Linked DNA regions of Sus scrofa: region 2 is linked to region 1. Evidence: chromatin contacts called from public Hi-C data. All regions are on one chromosome and are shown on one strand. The core of a region is the stretch at or near the end of the contact, and the rest is flanking DNA. Distances in the headings are between cores, read along the strand shown.

The links. Hi-C and Micro-C count contacts between places; a contact is called where the count stands out from the background.
Region 2: a Hi-C map of embryonic fibroblasts shows a contact between it and region 1, with 4 times the contacts expected there. The contact joins the promoter of COL16A1 here to the promoter of TINAGL1 in region 1. A contact is called at or near these places in 3 of 47 Hi-C or Micro-C datasets (embryonic fibroblasts and omental adipose tissue).

Annotation. Positions count from the first base shown.
Region 1 is chr6:88,093,817-88,097,237 of Sscrofa11.1, forward strand. It overlaps TINAGL1 (tubulointerstitial nephritis antigen-like), which reads left to right and starts at 1,834. Exons shown (of 12, transcript XM_005665158.3): 1 at 1,834-1,940; 2 at 2,470-2,787. The coding sequence starts at 2,478.
Region 2 is chr6:88,242,066-88,245,840 of Sscrofa11.1, forward strand. It overlaps COL16A1 (collagen alpha-1(XVI) chain), which reads right to left and starts at 1,652. Exons shown (of 73, transcript XM_021095778.1): 1 at 1,524-1,652.

The DNA.
Region 1 (3,421 bases), core at 584-3,083:
CAGGCAGACAGTACACTAATGACAGAGAGGCAGACCCAGGACCACACAGAGGTGACATCCAGACAGATACGTAGGCACATTGCAGGCAGGTAACAGAGACAAGCAGACTCAGACACACTCAAGCAGAAACACCTCACACTCAAATACACAATGCAGACTCACACAGGTAGCCTACAGGGGGTGATGTGGGGCAAGGAAAGGCCAGATGCCCCCTGGGCCAACCCCCTAACCCCCAGCCCCCGAACTATGCAGAAACTGATTCACACAAATGGGTTCTCTGGGCACAAGCTCTTCTGAAGGCAGCCTCCGTCCGCTTCCCAAGACGAGGGACCCACCTGTAGTAACATGAATGGTTAGACATGAAAAGGAACTTCCAGACCAGGAGGGTATTGTGACATGTAGTGGGTGACTAAGCGTAACTGGGTAAAGGAGTGGAGAGGTGGTAGGTAGGGAGCCTGGTACTGGTAGGTAGGGGGCCTGATGGTAGCTAGGGAGCCTGTGATCTTGGGTAAGTCTGTTCTTCTGAGCCCCAGTGTCTCATCTGTGTCTCTCAGTCCCCAGGGTCCCTGCAAGGAGCAGGTGGGCCAGCTCCTGCAAGTGTTCCCGTCAATGGTGGGGCCCCAGGACACCACTCCTACATCCTCCACACCCTCGCCCAGGGCAGGGTTCTCTTGTTGACTCCCTGCCCAGTACCCCCTGGCAGGGGGGCAACTCAGTCAACTCAGTCACAGATGCCTGTTGTCCTGGTCCTGCCCATCCCCCGGGGGCTGGCCAGCTGAGGATGCCCCAAGACAGAGAGGTCAGATCGAGGGCAAAGGGAATCCCCGAAGCTTGAAGCTCCCCCCCACCCCAGCCCCCGGGGGGTGGCTGTGAGGCTTAGGCCCTGGATTGGGGGATCTGCCCAGGTGGAGTCTCTTTCATTCTCCCGCTGTTAAGAGTCCTCTGGCCAGGACCCAACCTGTTGGAACAGAGGGGATTGCGCAATGGAGAGGTAAAAGGTGATGGCAGGCCTGGCGGGACAGAAGCCCCATTGTTCGAGGCTCAGGCCAGCCTGGGCAAAGGAAGAGTTTATGCCCAGGGCAGGAAGGGGGGAGATCTCTGCAGGGGGTGCCAGCTGGCAGGGCTCTTGCCTTTGGACCCTGGAGGGGGACAGGTGCCAAGAAGGATGCCCCTGGTGGTGGTGGGGTTGATAGAGGGGACAGTGTTTGGCAAGGTGCCAGGAAGACTGGGCTGGGCAGACCCAAGGAGGGGTCTCAGGACTGGGAGGCAGCCCCCATCCCCAACCCCACCCCACCCCTGTGGGAGGATGAACAGCCCAAGGCATTCCCAGGGTCCTAAACCATCCGCCTCCAGATTCCAATCATTCCTAGGAACGGAGGCTTTGGGGCGGCTCCAAGCCTGGGGGCACTGTGAAGAGGGGTGTGCTTGGCCGCAGTTATCTGAGGGGGTCACAGACGGGCTTAGAGATTTTTGCCGCCCACAGCCTCCCCATCATGTCCCAAACTTAGGTCCCAAACTCGGAGCTCCACTGTGCACCATCCTCCCTTGTTCGCACGTGCCCCTCGGCCCCACGGCGAAGCCCACTGCACAGTCTTTACCGGGGCCAGGCCACAGTCCTTTCTGCTTGGGTTGGTGTCCCGCCCCCTACGGGAACCGTTTCCACCGGAGACCCAGCAAGGTCAGTCGCGTGCTCATGGTCCGCCTCGCTTGTCCCAGCCGAGCAGTTAACCCGGCTCTTCCAGGTGCGAAAGAGTCGGGGCCCCTCCCTCCCGCCGCGGGGCGGGGCCGGGCTGCGCGCTGGGCGGGGCGGGGCGGGGCGGGGCGGTACAAAAAGCGGTCCCGCCCCGCGCTCCTCACTTGACTTTGAGTGTCCGGCGGTCGCTGGAGCCGGGAGGCGGAGGCAAGTGAGGCAGCCGGGCTCAGCCCACACCCCTCACCAGGTAGGGACGTTCCCCTGCCTGGAGGGGAGAGGGTGTAGACAGAAGGAACAGAGAGAAGGAGGGGGCAGGCAGAGGGACCCAGACAGGTGACAGGAAGGGGGAGTGGAGGGGGGCAGAGGGGCACAGAGAGAGAGGGACACATGAGGATACAAAGTCAGGGAACCCCTGTAGGGATGGAAGCTGAGGGGGGGGTCAGAGATTCAGGACAGGGGGAGACCTAGGGTGAAAGCGTGTGTGTTGAGTGGGAAGCACCAAAATGCCACAGTCCCCACCTCTTGTCTTTGAAGGTCCCCAGACAGGTCAGGGAAAGGGCTCTATTTCTTGCCCAAGCCCCTTCCCCCTGTAAGCCAAGGCAGATAAACTGTGGCTTCTCTCCCCTGTCCCGCCTGGGGAAGCAGAAATCAGGGTCCCTGCTGGACCCTCTTGGGCTCATGGCCCCAGGAAGCTGGGAGATCAAGTCCCTGAGGTGCCAGGGAATCCCTGCTGCCCACCACTTCTGACCCCTGACCTCTGCCCTCCCTGGGCCCAGGAGGCACCATGTGGCGATGTCCACTGGGGCTGCTGCTGCTGCTGCTGCTGGCTGGCGAGTTGGCCCTGGGTGCCCGGCGGGGTCGTGGGCGCCGGGAGCTTGCACCGGCTCTGCACCTGCGGGGCATCCGGGATGCGGGTGGCCGGTACTGCCAGGAGCAGGACCTGTGCTGCCGTGGCCGTGCCGATGACTGCGCCCTGCCCTACCTGGGTGCTACCTGTTACTGTGACCTCTTCTGCAACCGCACCGTCTCCGACTGCTGCCCTGACTTCTGGGACTTCTGCCTCGGCGTGCCACCCCCTTTTCCCCCCATCCAAGGTGGGCACCAGACAGCCAGGGGTGGGTCACTTTGTCAACCCCCAAACTCAGCAAGGCTCAGGAGCAAGGCTGACACATTGACATTTCCGGGGGAGGCTTTGTAGAATCTGGGAAAGAGACCCCACCCCACTCTCTGAACCTCTGGGAAGTCCCTGCTTTGGTCTAACCTGAGTCTCTCCAGCAAGACTGAATGAGAAGAGCCTTGGTCAGTGGGATTTTAAGTTGACCCAGGAGAAGGCAGCCTACTGCCCTTTCTCCCAGTCCTGCCTGTCTCCATATTCCGGACTTGGAAGGTGCTGGCCCCGCCTGCTGACTCACCCTCAAGACTGATAAAGCACCCAGGGATTGGCCAGGGTCATCTTAACAATTCCTCTGCCTCTGCTCAGGAATCTCTACGCCTGAGATGGCCGGTCACACCTGGGAGGTGGGTCAAGTCTGTTCCTGCCTTCAGCCCTCATCAGCATCCACCTGCCCTTATCCAGCAGGAGAATGACTCGAATTCCTTCCCACAATTCCTTGGGGCTGTGGATGTGAGACGGCATACCTGGGTTGTCATCCCAAAGTGCTGTGCTATCTCAGGGGAGTCACTTACATTCTCTGGGCCTTGACTTCCCCATACACCTCCCACTCTCCA
Region 2 (3,775 bases), core at 402-2,901, 150 kb after region 1:
GGACTGAACTCACATCCTCACAGATGCTATGTCATGTTCTTAACCCACTGAACCACAATGAGAACTCCATTGCTTCTTTTTAAAAAAAATTTTAATGGAGTTCCTGTCTTGGTGCAGCAGAAACGAATCCGACTAGGAACCATGAGGTTGTGGGTTCAATCCCTGGCCTCGCTCAGTGGGTTAAGGATCTGGCATTGCCGTGAGCTGTGGTGTAGTTCACAGATATGGCTCGGATCTGGCATTGCTGTGGCTCTGGCGTAGGCTGGCAGCAACAGCTCTGATTAGACCCCTAGCCTGGGAACCTCCATATGCCATGGATGCAGCCCTAAAAAGACAAAAAGACCCCCCAAAAATGAAATGAAATAAAAATAAAAAAGAATTTTAGGAATTCCTGCTGTGGTGCAGTAGGTTAAGAGTCCAACTGCAGTGGCTGGGTCCTGGTTTGATCCCTGGCCTGACACAGTGGTTGCCCCAGCTGTGGTGTAGGTCGATCCCTAGTCTGAGAACTTCCACATGCCATGGGTAGCAGCCAAAGAAAAGAGAAAAATCAAAAAAGAATTTTATTCATCAGGACAATCCTATCATTACTCCCATTTTACAGGTGAACAGTTGTCTTCCTCAACTTGAGCACTTCACAGTAAGGAAACAGACCCTAAGAAGTGGCTTGCTAAGAATCAGAGCTGTGATTTGAATCCAGGGTTGTTACAGCGCAATCTGCTGTGTCATAATAGGCCTCTTCCTCTCTCTGGAACTGTTTTCTGTTGGGGGTGCTAACTCCGAAACCTCTAAGATCTAAATTAGGGAGTTTTCCTGCTCTGAGCCCAGGTCCCCACCCAGAAGCCTAGAACATCTCCATGGGCCTGGGTGGGAGAAGAAGGGCAGGTGTAGCAGTGACCGTCCCGCCCGCGGGCGGGGGATTGGGGGGGGGCTGCCGCCAGACGCACAAAAACAACGAAATAAATCAGGACCAGAACCTCCTAATCCTTCCCGGCTGTGACGGCTACCGCTCACCCGGCCTGGGCCGCCATCGCCTGGACTGCTCCCCGGGCCTGGGAGGGGGGACAAGGCACCGCCAAGAGCGCAGAGTCCCGCCAACAGGATCGGAGCGATGCCCGGCCGGGCGTCAAGGCGTCCTCGGCTCCCGAGATGGGGGGTAGCGGGGGAGGCCCTCCCGCCAGGGTGACTCAGGCCTCCCAGACCCCCTCCGGGATAGGCAGGTTCCCGCGCCTCGGTCTATTTTTAGAGACTGCTCCAGGCCTGAGCGCAGAGGGGAAGAAACGCCGGCCTCGTGGCGGTGCAGGCGTCTGACCCGCTCCTCCTGTTCGGGGCTTGAGCCCCAGAACCTCCAGCTGTCTATCCAGAAAAGAACGGACACCCTTGGGATCGCGGGGGGCGGGGGGGTGGGGTGGAGGTGCAGGCCCAATAAATGCATTCCCTCCCCATCCCCCACGCCCGCCTTCCTCCTCCCGCTCCTCAAAGCCTGGCAGTTCCAGGGAGCTGGGCGCGGCCTCCCGAGAAAAGACCTTTGTTAAGTGGGGCCTGGAGCCTTCCGACGGTCGGTCTGTCTGGCTATTGGACTGAGGGCCAGAGCGGGCGGGGCTCCCGGGCGACCGCAGCGGCTGGGGCGGAGGGTGGAGCGGCTGGAGGGCTGTGCGGAGGGTGAGGGGAGGATGCGACCGGGTTCGGGAAATCCCCACCCCACCCCCATCGGCCACGCCCCTAGCTCGCCTTGGGCCACACCCACCACCCGGGGGCCTTTCCCTGACTCCACCCTAGGCCCCGCCTCCTATCTGGCTCCGCCCAGAGCCAACCTTGTATCCTGGCCCCAGGGTCCAGAGAGGCCTGGATCCCTGGCCTCTAACAGCCTGGGACTGGTGCTGGCCCCCTCTTCTGGCGGCCGGGACAGAAGCGAGGGGAACGGGAGCCTCCTCCTCCAGCGCGGGGTCGGGGAAGAGAGCGTCAGGGAGTAACAATGGCGCCATTGACGGGGAGGCCTCTAAAGCTGAGGACGTATCTGTCTGTGGAAGCCAGGCTGTCTTGGAGGCTGAAGCGGTGGAGGCAGCCCCGAGTATGCAAGCACCCCTGTATACGCGGGCACAAAGCCGGGCACGGGGGCACTTGGGGCAGAGGTCTTTGGCCTGTTGCCCCTACTGCTGGGTGCCCTAGAGACTGAGGGCACATTCCTGGGGAGTGGGGGCAACTGCTGGCCCCCAATACATGCGCCCTTCTGGCGACTTCAGCGATGCGGGGTTTGGAGAGGCGCAAGTGGAGGCCCATCCCACCGGGGGTTGAGGGGCAGAGGATGGGAGGCGGACTGGTCTCCCAGCACCAGTCCTCCATCTAGTGGGAAGTTTGGGAATCGCGGGATGCAGAGATGGGGTGGGGGGTGGCGTCCATTGTACCCCTAATTCTTCCTTCCTCTCCCTGGATGTTCTTCCTTCCTGGCACCCTCACACAACCATCCTGCTCTGCTCCATTTCAGGGATTCGCCCCCTCCCATAGTCATTTGAAGATCTTCCCCCCAAGTCCCGTCTCTTCTTCCTCATTATCTATGGATATTAGCTTCTGCCCATCACCACCACTGCCAAGGGTCCAGGAAGCCTCTCTCCTTTGCCTGGATTTCTGCAACTCCTGCCAACTGCTTTCCCTGCCTTCAATTTTACCCTCTCTCTATCCACTTTTCTACTACTAGCAAACCAAGTGTTTCTAAACCAGAGATCTGCTTGTGTCACTTCCTGACTCAAAGCTTTCAGTGGCGGGAGTTCCCAATCATGGCTCAGCGGTCATGAACCCAACTAGTGTCCATGAGGATGCAAGTCCTATCCCTGGCCTCGCTCAATGGGTTAAGGATCCGGCGTTCCTGTGGCTGTGACGTAGGCCGGCAGCTACAGCTCTGGTAACACCCCTAGCCTGGGAACTTTCATATGTCTCGGGCGTGGCCCTAAAAAAGACAAAAAAAAAAAAAAAAAAAAAAAAAAAAAAAAAGCTTCCAGTGGCTTCCCCTGGTCAAAATGAACTCTAAACCTTGGCTTGGGACTCAGGAGGCTCTTTATCACCCAGCCCCACCTCCTCAGTCCTAGCTATTCTCACAGGGCAATGTTCAGTCCCTCAAACACCCGTTGGCTCTAGCCTTCATACCGGCCATTCCCTTTTCCTTGCTGTCTTCAGGACTCCATCTGGCTGCTCTCCTTCTTGGGCAGGAGTCAGGAACCCCTTCTCTGAGCTCCCGCAGGACCCAGTGCCCAGGTCTCTCATCACTTACCCACTTTTGTGGCAGAATTATCTATTGATATGTTAATTATTTTGTACCCCTCCCAGTTCCAAGCTGGTATCCTAGCCATTTGATTTTTCTAGCCTCAGGGAACTTGTGCAGGGCTGAACACAAAAGCTGCTTGATGTCTGATGGCTCATCCTGACTTTTGAAAAAGCTAGCCTTCTGGAATTGACTGTGTTCCCCAAGGGATGGAGAGAAGTGGGCAGCAGATGTGGGTAGAGGAAGGAGAGGGCGCAGCCAGCTGCAGAGGGGCCAGACGTGGGGGTGGTGTGAATGGTGTGGATCTGCATTCGGCAGCCCCTCTCCTGACAGGTAATAGGAGCTGGGGTGGCGGGCAGGGTGGGTAGAGCATCTGGGGAGGCTGAAGCCCAAGCCCTGGGGTACTAGCCTCAGTGCCTCCAGATGGCAGAGGAATGGCTGAGTTGCTGAACCTCGAGGGACCACATGGCTAGTACAGTGGACATATATCTCTGTGAAACCAGTGTACCCAGAATCAGGACT